Linked DNA regions of Gossypium hirsutum: all the other regions are linked to region 3. Evidence: chromatin contacts called from public Hi-C data. All regions are on one chromosome and are shown on one strand. The core of a region is the stretch at or near the end of the contact, and the rest is flanking DNA. Distances in the headings are between cores, read along the strand shown. Region 1 has its middle 23 kb from the start of LOC107893945. Region 2 has its middle 75 kb from the start of LOC121231128. Region 3 holds the start of LOC107962880 (protein NONRESPONDING TO OXYLIPINS 2, mitochondrial).

Region 1 (4,720 bases), core at 987-3,486, 560 kb after region 3:
TATGAATTTATCATGTATGAGTTAAAGCTATGGATGTCTAAGTAACCCTTTTATGCCATGTTAACCACCATTGGCATATGAGTGTGTGTTGGGGTTGTTAAGGATGACAAGAAGGCTTGGAAAATAGCCTCAAATTTGTCCACGCAGGTAACACACGGCTAGCCCTATAGGCGTGTACCGGTCGTGTGTCCTCTGCACCCTAGTTTTACAAGTCAGTATGCATGGTAGTAAACACACGGGCAAAGACATAGTCGTGTGTCTCAGCCGTGTGGAGGACACAACCTTAGGACATGGGCGTGTGCCTAGGCCATGTGAAGTTTGCACTTTAAATGCAAAAATTACTTTCACCACACGGCCTAGCACACGGGGATGTGACTTGGCCGTGTGATATTAAATTTATGCTGACGTCATGAACAGAGAGTTACACGGCCTGGGGACACAGGCGTGTCAATGGTACATAGGTGTGTCCTTGTGTCCACACGGGCGTGTGACCCTGTTTTAAGAAAAATTTTCTAAAGTTCACGATTTAGTCCCGAACCACCCCCGATATATGTTTTGGGCCTCTTAGGCCCATATAAGGCACGATATGCATGTTCTTGAATAAATTTTAAATTTGAACGAAATTTTATGGCTCAGTTTTACATAGTAGTGTTTGTTCAAGTCCGATAATGCCTCGTATCCTGTCCCGGCGTTGGACACGGGTAAGGGGTGTTACAAAATCTCTTAACAAAATTTTCACACAATAATTCAATCATATTGTAGATCTTAAAACATTATCACAATAAATATTTCTACTTCGAATTCGTGGTCCCTAAACCACTGTTCCGATTTGACCCTAAAACGGACTGTTACAATCTAATCAATTTTATTTTATTTTATTCAAATAGATTTAAAGACTCCTTTAATGTAGATTTTGTATCTGTTTTCATGGAAATTTCTAAAATTCCACCATATTGAATGTCTATAAAAGCCTAAAGATTTTTACATAGTTTTTTTAGACACACAACCACAACAAATTTTTTTCACTCTCAAAATTCTTCTCTTCTTCCTCTCCATATTTCCCAATGTTTCGATGATAGAAGAAGGTAATGTTTGTTTGTTGATTACTGCAGAAGTGCTATTGCTTCGATCATCTTGTTGTTGTATCCTGGGAGACAGACGACTAGCGTTTCTGTAACTACCATAGGAGCGGCCAAATCTATCTTAAGGAAACTATGTAAAGCAGGCTTCAACATCTAGAAAAACTCAATTCTTTTATTCGATTTCTGGTTTTTATAATCTTATTTATTCAATTTTTTTTTTAATCTGAAATTTTAAATATAAATATTTATTTTATTTTTATATAAATATTTTTTATTTATATTTATATTTATATTTATATTTATTCACTAACATATTTTTTCCTACCGATAATATAAGAGCATGATTAACCAAACTGGCTCTTTGCACATTGAAAAAGCTTCATTGTCAATATTTTGCATATTATTGCAGTGGACGTCAGGTTGAGATGTTTGAGGCTTCAATTTGACAGATAATTTGGGTTCTCTAATTTTAGTATATGTCGGTTAGTATTTATACTAGTAATTTTTTAAAATTTTATAAGTAAAGTTTAAAATTTATTGTTTTTAATATTTTATTATATCCAGGAAAATTGTTGGCTCACAGTCTGAATTTCCTTAGGACTAACGGATAAATTTCCATCATCTAATTTTTTTTAATAATTTTTAAAGACATGAATTTAAGAATTAAGTTTAAGATTTAAAGTTTAAATGATAAAATTTTAGATTTTAGATTTTTATAAAAAATTAATTTAATTTTTAGAATTATATTAACAATAAAATATGCAAATTATAAGTAAAAAAAATCATCTTAAAGAAAAAAAAGCGAGAGAGAGAGAAAATGAATGGTTTCGCGACCGTAAGTCCCAAGAGGCTTACAGACTGTCATCCTGGCAAAGCTCTATTATAAAAGGTAAGTGTTACACATTTAAATTGCTTATGAAGTTTTTAAGTTCCACCGCAAATAATTCCCGAACATAAGGTTCTCTCATGTCTAAAATTGAGGATCTTTTTATGATTATTTGCAGTTCGCTAGTGATGGATTGGGCAACTGTTCCATAAAAGGCAGCAAATGGTTTGCAGATATTTTTTAGGCTTTTCACTTTACATCTTGAAAGTAAAACTAATGGGACGGGACTCCATGTCTCCTCATTCCAAGTCCTGGGCCACTATCTCTCACCAAAATAGGTTGAAGCTGGCCCAGGGTCCATCAATGACAGTGCAGACCACTGCCTCAAGTTGTGAGTCGATGTAACTTTATTCGATCGTCACTTACCTTTGAAATTAGAATTGTGCGCTTGGGTTATTTTAGGTTTTTCATCCTGTTAATTCAGATAAATTTCAGATTTAGATTGTTTTTAAGTTGTTTTGAGTTCATATTATTTAAATTTGAGGTTTAAGTGTTTTGGGTTAGATTAATTTGAGTTTAACTCATTCGAATTTTAGTCACTTTAAATTTGGATCATGTTATCATTTTTAGTTATTTGTTTAAATAATTTTAAATTCAAGCTATTTTTTTATTTAAATTAATTCGAGTTTGCATCGAACATAATATATTTAAATTATTGGTTTCTACACTCAAATCAAATTAAGTCAAATTAAGTTTGTTATATGTATTTCTCTCTCAACGCTACTTAAAGAAGTCTTATTGCACCCAGTTTTAGCTCGCCAATGCTAATACTTCACCAAGATTAAGGACCTCACTGGCTTATAATATACTCTAGAAATAAAAGCTTATCCCCGAGCTTCACCAAATCAAGCAATCAAGTTTCCTTTCAGCATGGCGACATATGAGCTTGCCAATGCTAATACTTCACCAAGATTGAGGACCTCATTGACTTATAGCATATTTTACAAATAGAGACTTATCCCTAAGCCTCGCCAAATCAAGCAATCAAGTTTCCTTTCAACATGGCAACATATAAACCTCTATCAAATTCACTCAAGTTCAATCACCGCTTACCGCTTAATCACCAAATAAATTAAATTCAATTTGTTGCATATTTTGAAAGCTATTTTGCTCCATTTCTTACCTACCTAGACAAGAGAACTTTCTTACCAATTTAAAACTCTACCCAACTTTCCATAGTTAGTTAATATCCAATATTGATTTAAGACATCTTCTGTTTGATAGCCACGTCGAGTATAGAAGTAAAATTCTTATAGCATTTTTTCCTTTGTTCATAAGATCTGATTTTGAAATCTCATTTAAAGAATATCGAATATCCTATTTTTTGAAAGGGGATAAAATACAATGACTTCTTCTGCTTCTGAGGTTTTTTCTCCTTTCTCCTTTCCAAAATTCTTATAGCACTTTTTCCTTTGTTCATAAGATCTGATTTTGAAATCTCATTTAAAGAATATCGAATATCCTATTTTTTAAAAGGGGATAAAATACAATGACTTCTTCTGCTTCTGAGGTTTTTTCTCCTTTCTCCTTTCCTTTTCCCATGGCAGAAGACAAGGCTACAAAAAAAAAGGTTGCTGTCAACTTGATTGCCCCAATAGTGAAGATAATACGATGGTTGTTGATCATTAGCGTAGTCCTAAGTTGGTTGAAAGAAGCTTGGTTATACAAGTGTCATTCAAAGATACGTTGGTTGTTTCGAAAAGGATGGCAGGTCTAGATTCGAAAGAGAAGGAAGATGATGACATACAGTTACTTGAGGGTGATGTGATTGACGGAACGGAAGATGGTATACCGTCGATCAAGTTCTCAGGCCGTGTTCATCAACTCTTGTACAAAAGTATGTCCCGAACGATCGTTGTTAAGCTATTAGGATAGAAGATAGGGTATCATACTTTTTTCAATAGAATTTATAGCCTTTGGAAGTTGTTTACTTCGAGAATGATTACTTTTTTGGTGAAATTTCAATCGAAAGTGGACTATGTTCGGACTCTTAATGAAGGACGTTGGATCGTGTATGGACATTACCTGACGATTCAGCGCTGTTCGGAGTCTTTTTCAACTTGTCAACCTTTCCCGACAAGTATGGTTGTCTGGATTAGACTCTCAGGTTTTCCAGGATTTATGTACAGGAAGAGTGTTATTAGAGCTATTAGGCAAAGGATTGGGCATGTGATTAAATTGGATGACAATACAGGTAGTGCTCAACAAGGTCGTTTTGTTCGTATGATTGTTCACTTGGATATTAATAAACCTTTTATTTCTAGAATTAAAATCGATGGTCGTATTCAGCGTATTGAGTACGAATCCCTCCTTAATATGTGTTTCTCTTGTGGACATTATAGTCATATGAAAGATGCGGTTGTCTCTAGTGTGGAGATGGAGTCCCAAACACAAGTTCACAAGCAAGTAGAATTAAGAAATATGGTTCATGGATGTTGGTCAATCATTGGAGAAGGAAGACTAATCGAAACTCTACTACTGGTAATGTTCGGAAGGAACGCTCGAGTTCTTACGGATCATGCTTTAGTATTCTGCGTGATTTTTAAGGGATAATATGCTGGACAAAAATCATTCTTCAGTTCCCAAAAAAGTCAGCGAACCTCGAAGGAAAAGGAGTTGCCATATATGACAATTCGTTAGGCACTTTTGAGTCGGGGCTTAAAATGACAAGTGACAGATTGCAGAGTTTTAAGGACATGTGTGTTGATGCGAGGCCCAACGGTCGTAAATCCCATTACGGAGCTAGTTCATC
Region 2 (4,820 bases), core at 1,777-4,276, 860 kb after region 3:
CCTAACATATTAAGATATTAAATTTTTAATAATATTTTATGTATTGCTAGTTATAATTGTAAATATGCATTTTAATATACTAAATTACACATAGCTATTGATATTGTCAAAACCATCTTTAAATTTTGAAAACAAAAACGGACGATCAACTTTTAAAACAAAAATGGAGTCGCCACCAATCTTTTACTTAGGAGTGACTGGATCACCAAGGAGTTTGGTCATTTTAATAAAACGTTTTGGTTTACTAAAACAATGATTTTGGTCTACGAATTTTGAGAAAACGGGTTCGGGAATCGGTTACGTATGAGGAAGGATTAGCACCCTCATTATGCCCAAAATTGGTACCAAAATGATTAAATATTGTCCTTATGTCTGAGATTTAAAAGAGTTTTTGAAAGGTGGTTCTTTTTATTTGAATAGCCCGAGTTGGTCGTCAAAATTCCCTTGTTTCAGAGGAATACAGCATCACATCCAGCACAATAGGACACGATCCTTTGTATCCTCGAAACACGATAAATTTCAACTTCTAAAAATTTATATGCAAAATGATGCCCAATTATTTAGTCCAACGAAAAAATCGAAACCCAGCACAGTAGGGTATGATTCCTCGAATTTCTAGACATCGAACATTGCCTTATTTTAGAATTTAGAGAACATGAGTGAAATTCTAAAGGGATATTCGATTATTTTGAACAAACAGGAAATCGCAACCCAGCACGATAGGGCACGATTCCCCAAATTGCCAAACATCGAACATTACCTTCGTTTTAAAGAATTTTTAAACGAATAGTTATAAAACTAGCTTAAAACATATTAATTTTACTTGAAATAGAATAGAATAATTAGTGTATTTCAAAGAAACATTTAAAAAAGAATAAACATGCGATAATATGCACACCTAAAGTACAATAAACCACAATTGATAACTCCAACGATTAAGTACGACTATTCTACGAAAAATGTGATCAAATTTTTTAGCATGGATCGAAAACAATTAATATAAAAAATAAAACAACGAATAAATAATATACAACAACAATAAATATGGCACAATATAAATCAATCAACAGATCATATACAAGACAAAATGGAATTTAGAAGTCAATGTGGTATAAGACAATTTCAAAATAGACGAATGAACACATAATATATATGATATATGAGTGGGTGAATTGATAAATTTGAAATAATTTAGGTAAAAAAAAACCAAGGCTATAAATATAATCATTGAAATAAATATTATAGAATAAATTATATGAATCAAATAGTATGCGAAACATTTTCAACACAAATTCATTTAAAAAACGACAATATACAATAACTTAAAAATATGAAAGAATGGTGGAGTACATGATAAGATATATGTACCAAATATATATATATATTTAAGAATAATTACTTGTAAAAAAAATGGCATGAAATGAATGATGCATACAAAATTAAGTTAGCTTATAAATTATATAAGTACCATTATACTTAAAAACATTTTAAAGAAATACTAAATAACATACTAAGATAATATAATATAGAGAAACATTTCAAAATAATAATTTTATAAACATAAAAATGAAGTTCCCAAAATAGTGTCATATATACATAAAAACATTAAGTAAATCATGAATCAAGAAATATTTTAAATAGAAAACTCTATTAAAATAATTTATGTATCAATATATAAAAATATTTAAATTAAAACTTTATAATGAGGTATTAAAATAATTTAATGTAAAAAGAATTTTAAAACGATGATCTTGTCAAAAATAAATAAGAATGTTGTTAACTTCAAAATAATGTTTATTATAGATTAAGAATTTAATAAGAATGATGTATATACAAATATGTATAAAATATTTAAAGAAATGGGATGCACAATGTAAAAATAATAAGATAAAAAAAATCTCAAAATAATTATACAAATGTAAACAAACAAAATTATTAACATGGATTAATACATATAAAATATTAAATGCATTTTAAATTAGCAAACTATACAAATGAAAGACCAAATTAAAATTGAATCCAAAATAACATACAAATAATCATAAATAAGATCAATGTACAAGGCGCATGAATGTCTGGGGATTAGAATTGCAAATATCCCTAGCCCAAAACGCAGCACTGTATCGCGGACTAAAATGGAAACGCGCACGAATTAAAGAGCCAAATTAAAAAAAGGGCAAAACAAATAAGGCACAATTGAATAATCGCGCAAAAGGAAGGATTTAATGCGCAAATTTCCCACTTCTAATGAAAAGGCACAGACTTATTTTAATGCTAAAATCCATATTCCCATTTATTTTCCTTTCAAAACACAAATAACCTTTTAATTTAAAAAAAGAAACAGAACCCTTCATTCTCTTTGGGTTCATTAAGCAACTGCCCAAACCACTATCAATTTGATGGCTGACGGTGCACGAATAGGGATCGGATCTTGCTGAAGAAAGCCTTACCCACGAAGATTCGGTAAGAGTACTCCTTTCCCCTTTTTTTTAAAAAAACAGAAACTTTAAAATCCTGTACTATTCTGTCAAAAACAAGGCGAGATCCGACGAAAAACAAGAGAAAACAACCCTAGCCCGAATCACCATATTCCTGAGACATGAGGGCTTTCATCGGTGTTGTTTCAAGCATCCTTTTTCGTTTTCTATGCCAAAATAATGCAAGCAAATTGACAGAAAAGAGGGAAAAATTTGAAATCACCTTTAGATCACTCTTTTTTTTCTTTTCTACTATTTAATATATGTATTGTAGTGTGCGTTCATAGTTTTACAATGAAAAGGCTTTTTGGTTTTATTAGCCGAACAATAATCAAAAATGAAAATACAAGCCCTCTTTATTTGCTATTCCGTTGTTTTTTGTTTCTATTTGCTGTTGTTTTCTTGTCTGTTTGCAGGTATGCGTGGCGCGTGGAAGTGTACGGCGTACGGAGGCGCTGGAAGCTTGTACGGCGCTGCAGGTTAGGGCTGCGGAGCTCCTTACTGCTAGGGTTTGGCTGTTTGGCTAAACTTAGGTTTAGGTTTTGGGCCATTGGGCCCCATTGTAAATGGGTATCTGGGTTTGATTTTTTGTTATTAGGCCTGGGTAGATTCGGCCCATTACAGATATGATATATTTTATTATAGTCTATAATATAATTATAGTTATATATATAATATTATTTCACTAAATAATACTATATCACATGTTATAATAGTAGAGTAGTACATAATATTTTTAATTATTATCATATATTATTGTTTATTATTATACTGGTTGAAATATGCTCTAAGTCCCTATATTTTTTATAAATTTCAAAGTTGGCCCCCCTACTATATTACATAATGTTATATCTTATAGTATATAATATATTAATAATTGATATATATGCATCAATGATTAAACATTATAATATCTAGTAATATTATATCTTTTATTATATATAATAGAAGTACGTTATATATTAATTATTAATTCTTAATTGTTATTATATTATTTGAAATATGCTCTAGGTCGTTATACTTTTCATACATTTGAAAGTTAGCTCTTCTTCTATGTCATATAATGTTATATCATATAATATATAATATATTATGTAATATAATAATAGTTATATAGTATAGATTTTAATATCTATTAATTTTATATATTTATTATACATATATAATCATAGTAATAAAAATATTTTATATTAAATTAATATTTTTAATTTTCACTTTATAATTTAACATAAAAAATTACTATTAATTGTGTTTCCTATTAATAAAAATTTATTATAAATATGTCATGCATATGAATAAATTTTCATAAAAAATATTATATATTTTTTTAATATTGAAATCTATATTAATTATTAATGTCTATGGTTGTTTAATTATAAATTAAAACTTTGAGTCAGGTTATTCTCAAGCTCAGGTCAAATTGGTCCCGAACTCAAAGTCTTATAGACTCGAGTATTTCTCGAGCTCTGGTTTTTCGGGCTAAGATTTTCTCATGCTCGAGCTTTCTCGGACTCGGACCAACACAAACAGCCTTTCAAGCTCAAGCCGGTTTTACCAGCTCTTATTATGGATATATATTAGTAAGTCCAAAATGTTAGCACCCTTACTTGCTCCTATTAAAGTGATTATGTGGAATTTTTTTACTATTATTCAACTGCATAATCAATATCATGTGAAAATTCAATCAACTATGTTCAATCAACAGCAAATATATGTCAACTAATGCTTACAACTATTTTTTTTTAAAAATGCGTCATCTCTTTATTGACGATAATAAACGGTATTATAAATTTGAATTTACTAATAATTTTATAAAAATAAACGATCAAACTATGTTAAAAATAAAGTATATAAATTTACGGATAATATAAGTTTTGGCCCCTGAACTTGGCAATTAGGTCCACTTAGGTACTTGTAAATTTTTTTGTCTACTTTGATCTTTGAACTTGGCAACTAGATCTATTTTCGTCCCTGAACTTAGATCTTGTCAAGATTTGGAGATATAATCAATGTTACTAGAGCATGATCAAAGTAGACAAACTGAGAATTAAGCAATGTAACGGTTCAAACAAAAGGGTTAAACTGATTGACACGGAAACTGTTTGAAATTGGTAAAAATTAAAATCTAGGACAAAAATTGCCAATTGAACCAGTTTAATATATATTTTTTGTTATTTTATGTTTTTATATTTTTATGAATTTTAATTACTTATTTAATTATTGTTAGTTTGTTGGTTGAATTGATCAAACTGGTTGAATAGGGAACATGTTGAACTAGTTGTACCACATCATCACCTGAAAATTTATATAAAATTTATAAATTTTAAATTTTCATGTAATGAT
Region 3 (4,872 bases), core at 1,772-4,271:
ACAGGGTGAATGGTGGAGTAAAGCATATTATCTATGGAGCAATGAGGGATTCGTGAATATCCATTTCACCTCGGGCCATTTCCATCCGAATTTCAATGCCTGGAGGTGTTTATAGGCTACGTTTGATTTTAAAAAAATTTTTTGGCCTGAGCTCAACTCGCCCAAGCTTACTCAAATGACCCGTTTCATTGTTCATAAAATAATAAAAACTTATTTACTTTAATTATAAAATATATAAATATTAGTATATATATTTTAAAAAATTATTGTATTTAAATAATAAAAGGAACCAAGTTGAGATTGGAAATTTTAAGTTAAAGCCTAACTCAAGTTGGCTGTGCAAGTCACTTAGCCCATTAACTTATTGACTTGCCTCCTATCCATATTTATAATATATAATAACATGAGTTCGAAAAAATTTTTAAATTGATGAGAATATTTATTATTTTAAAATTATTTTTCTTATCAATCTATTATTTGTTTGGTGTAAGTGAAAATTGTTTTTTTTAGTTTGTTTGTTTTGAAAAAAAAATCAAATTATTACATGTGTACTTATAAATTAATGTAAATTAATGTATTTACGTGTGCGGTGCATGAGATTTAATGTTTTTAAATTTTCATTATTTTTAAATTGGTCTAATATCATTAAAATGTTTCAGATATTAAAATTTAAATAATAAAAATATTAAGATATAACATAATTACGAATATAATAATAATATTATTTCATAATAATTTTTTTGTAATGTTACGACACCGTAATTTTTTTGTAATGTTTAATCATTTATAATTTGCAAATAGTTGTCAGCCACTTAAATGTTTTCCTAAAATGTTTCAATACATTATCATAAATAAGATATATGATATGATTTAGTTTGAGTACAAAAATTTACCCTAAATATTCAATTATATTAATATAAAATTCTTTTACCATAAATATTATTTTTAAAAATTGAATTATAATTAATTTCACGACACATCGATTTTGTTTAATTCAAATAAATGTTTTTAACTCAATGTAAAAATAATAATTTTTATTTGAGCCTAAGTTAAATTATAAAAATAAAAATAATATATAAATGGGAAAGGATCCACTTACAGTGTAAAAATTAAAATAGTAAAACATTTCTATAATTATTTATATGATTAATATTTTAATGATCCAACCATTGATTTATCAATATAATTATACTTATTACGCATGTAAATTTTTAAATTGACCTAATATCTATCATATCAATCTAAAATACTCTATTTATTAATATATATTCAACAATTGATTTTAAATTTATATTAAAAAATACTCTATGTGTAATTTTCTTTTACCTAAACTTTTTCTTTTCTCAAAAACAAACTAAAAACTAAAAATAAATATAAATTTATAAAAAAAAAGTGATGAATATTTAATAAAAATAAATAAAAGCAAGTAACAAAATAATAAGAAAAAGTAAACAATGAGCCAAAATAAAAAAAATAAAAAGAAAGAAAAAACAAATATTTCTATAAGTTGTTTATGAAAGTGAAGCATCACAACCTGCACCGTCATATCAAATAGTTGTTTTCAACCTTCCCTCCATCTCTTACTAATGTGCAATATCCATTGGTTTTACTTATAAACATAATTTCAAAGGATTATTTATTTATAGCGGATACTGAAAATATTTTAAAATAGAAAATGAATAAATCAATACTATAAGCGAATATTTTAAATTAAGATCATATTTTTTTTATAATGAAACAAATTAATGTCAATAATAATGTAATATAAAGTTTTGACTCTTCTCAAAATCATTAATTTTGAATGCATGTATATCAAATATTTGGAAAACACTAAATTTAATGTTTACATTATGTAAATGGAGAAAACAAATCTATTAACAAATTAACCTATTTTGAGATTCCATGAATAAGTGGTCTCGTCCACACAAATCTCTTCTATAATAGCCTCCCTAAATAATATATTTTAGTGTTTGGATGATCATGCATAAAATATTTTCTATTGTTTAATATACTTTTTGAAAATATTTCATAAAAACTATTTTTTATAAAACAAACATAATTTTGAGATTTTTTTAATCTTTTTATTATTTAATTAAATTTATTTTATGTCTATAAATTTATATTTTACATTATTCTTTGTAAACCAGACACAACTCAAATATATTTGTTATAAAATATTATAGTACAATTTCCTTTTAACAATTAAAATTTATTTCATAATAGTAAAACATTTTGTGATAATCAATATCTATATAAACTTAATAATAAATAATACTTAATTAAAATTTAATTTAAATTACATATGTTACATATATAAGAGTACACATTGACATATTAAAGTTGTAAGGTATAAATGAAGCTAAGCATTATTTAAACAAATACTCATATTTATAAAATTAAAATATTCATATTTTTATACTAAATTAAAATATGTCATAAGTCTATTGTACTCTTTATAAATTTAAAATTTAGTCCATGTACTTTTATTTTTGGATTAGTCTTACTTTTTAGAGATCAGAATTTAAGTTTAACTGTTAGTATTATTAAAAATATTTTGTTAAGTACACATATCTATAAAATACAATTAAAATATCATAATTTAAAAAAAAATAGAGTCTTAGAATTTTTTTAAGTGATAACTGATTTTTTTGAATTATATAATTATGTAATTATTTTCTTAATTTGTTTTGGTATGTTCGTCTAAAAATAATGAAAAGTAAGCCTTAGATTAGAGGTCGATACAAGGGGGGCCGGCAGTGGCCCTGGCCCCCCTAAAATAGAAAATTTATATTTAGGCATTTGAATTTTTTTAAAATTTTAAATTAATAAAGGTAAAATTATACTTTAGCCCCTCTAAAATTATAGAAATTCGATTTAATCCTATAAAAATTATAAAGATATAGATTATAAAAAATTAAATTTTTTATCATCTCTTCCTAAAAATTTATTCTGACTTTGCGCTTGCATTAGATTCAATTTTTTAAAATTTCATAAATTAAAAACATACCGTATTTTTATAAAGTTGTTTTAGAAGAAAATCAATGGTTATAAGCTCTAAGGTGATTGACGCTTGACCCAATCAGAATAGGATAAGGATGATTTAAAATGCGTAACCAAACATGAAAAAAAAGGTGGCATAAACCCTAGAAATTACAAGAGCTTAAACCCCTCTGTAATATCAATTCAGGATCCATATTCCAGAAGGAAAAAAAGAAAAGAAAAGAGAAGAAGCTTTAATGGCTGGTTCGACGATTCTCTCTAGATTATCATCATCTCGGTTAAAGGCTCTTCCTGTAAAGCTTAAAAGCAGCAAACCAGTGTTACCCACTATTTCTCCATTGAAATCGAGCTCTCAGTCTCAGTTTTCTTCTGCTTCTTCTTCTTCTTCTTCTTCTTCTTCTTCTTCACTGAAGCGCATTTCCGGGATTCCAAGGTGAGCCTTGTTTGTAATTAAAACTATTTGAATCTCTAAAGTAATGATTTTGCTCGCTCTTTCCTTTTTGGTTTGATTTCTTAGAGAAATGGGAATTTCCCTTTCATTTAGATTACCAGTGGAGCTGAGCTGCTTAATCTCAATGATGCCTTTGCACAGTGCGGTTGCTTCGGCTCGCCTCAGATCATTTCTTGCTATAGAATCTCAGAGTTGGGGTTTGATTCCTCAAGGTCTCTCTATTTACTCAACTCATGGAATATTTTTATTTTTATTTTTGGTATTAATGTTCATTGTTTTGACATTGTCACCACTGAAGCTTATTAATATAGTTTTTTATCTCAGAATTCTTGCTTTGTTATAGTTGAGAAAAGGATTGTTTGAAATAATTATGGTATGGGAGCATATATCATTATAATTGGTATTATTTCACAAAAATTCAACCTTTTATTGTAAGAATCATTAATGAATTGTTGAAATATGTGTCGTGGTTGTTTCATATAACCATTTGCGTTATGACCAGGGCGAACCTGATTGCCTCGGCCTCCCTTGTCTTCTACAAGCTCTTTTGATCATAAGTATTTTCTGCTCGAAAAATAATTTGTTTTTTTCCAAAAACATCTTTAATTTTATCTGGACTCCCAACATAAAATTCTTATCTTGAGGATCTTGACTTGCATGTTTTACGATTTTAGATGTTCTCTCTATAAATGTTCCTCTATAGAGCTTAGATTTATAGCCTGCAATGTCCTCCTGCATTCACTGGTAAAGGCATGCATACTTTGGTGATACTTTATTTTGTCAAAGAAGCCTGCATTTTATTTGCTTCATAAAGCACGACAGTCTGTAGTGATGCTAAATTGATTGAATAATGTTAAAAACGAAATATCTCGTTCGTATTATTTCTTTCGGAATGTTTACAAGAACATATCATTTGTTCTGATTCATGTTGTTTTTTCGATGTTGCAGGTATCTCTATGCCTTTATAACAGCACCCGTGGTTAGTGTCTGGTAATTTTTCTTGCCAAAATGGAGTGTAATTTCATTACGAACTCGAATTCTGTAAGGGTTCATTCTTAATAATTATCTTGTTGTTTGTTACGGATATGATGGATGCTGAAAGTGTTGATCGTTGAGAAATGAGTCAGACATGAATCGAACCAAGATATGTTTTATTTCTCCGAAAATTAGTTTAAAATGCAAGGTTATTGTTAAGGTTTATGTTCCTTGTTCCACTTCTGCATCTCTCGTGATTAGCGTCAATGATCTTCGTTCTATGTCTTTAGATGGAAAGTTTGCAGTTTCGGGATGATAGTAGTATCGTTATCGTCTTTATGGTATCAATTTTTTCTGTTTTGATTAGGATTCGAAACATTTAATACCCTCTTTAACGATCAAAGAAGTAGAACTTAGTAACAAGCTGCCATTCGACTAATTGATAG

What was found. A called contact is a pair of places that touch in the nucleus more often than the background predicts.
Region 1: a contact with region 3 is called in a Hi-C map of leaf, with 3 times the contacts expected there. The contact joins the enhancer-like site here to the promoter of LOC107962880 in region 3. A contact is called at or near these places in 7 of 34 Hi-C or Micro-C datasets (callus, hypocotyl and leaf).
Region 2: a contact with region 3 is called in a Hi-C map of leaf, with 4 times the contacts expected there. The contact joins the enhancer-like site here to the promoter of LOC107962880 in region 3. A contact is called at or near these places in 5 of 34 Hi-C or Micro-C datasets (callus, hypocotyl and leaf).

Annotation. Positions count from the first base shown.
Region 1 is chrA06:34,581,590-34,586,309 of Gossypium_hirsutum_v2.1, forward strand. No RefSeq gene overlaps it. Among protein-coding and RNA genes, the nearest start is that of LOC107893945, 23 kb to the right of the region's middle. Within about 2 kb of position 2,237, at least 4 of the 9 cell types and tissues checked have an H3K27ac peak or open chromatin away from gene starts, as enhancers often do. A contact at or near this core is called in hypocotyl and leaf, where this site is marked.
Region 2 is chrA06:34,879,750-34,884,569 of Gossypium_hirsutum_v2.1, forward strand. No RefSeq gene overlaps it. Among protein-coding and RNA genes, the nearest start is that of LOC121231128, 75 kb to the left of the region's middle. Within about 2 kb of position 3,027, at least 9 of the 9 cell types and tissues checked have an H3K27ac peak or open chromatin away from gene starts, as enhancers often do. A contact at or near this core is called in hypocotyl and leaf, where this site is marked.
Region 3 is chrA06:34,022,265-34,027,136 of Gossypium_hirsutum_v2.1, forward strand. It overlaps LOC107962880 (protein NONRESPONDING TO OXYLIPINS 2, mitochondrial), which reads left to right and starts at 3,022. Exons shown (of 3, transcript XM_016899435.2): 1 at 3,022-3,433; 2 at 3,545-3,663; 3 at 4,400-4,651. The coding sequence starts at 3,237. The coding sequence ends at 4,419.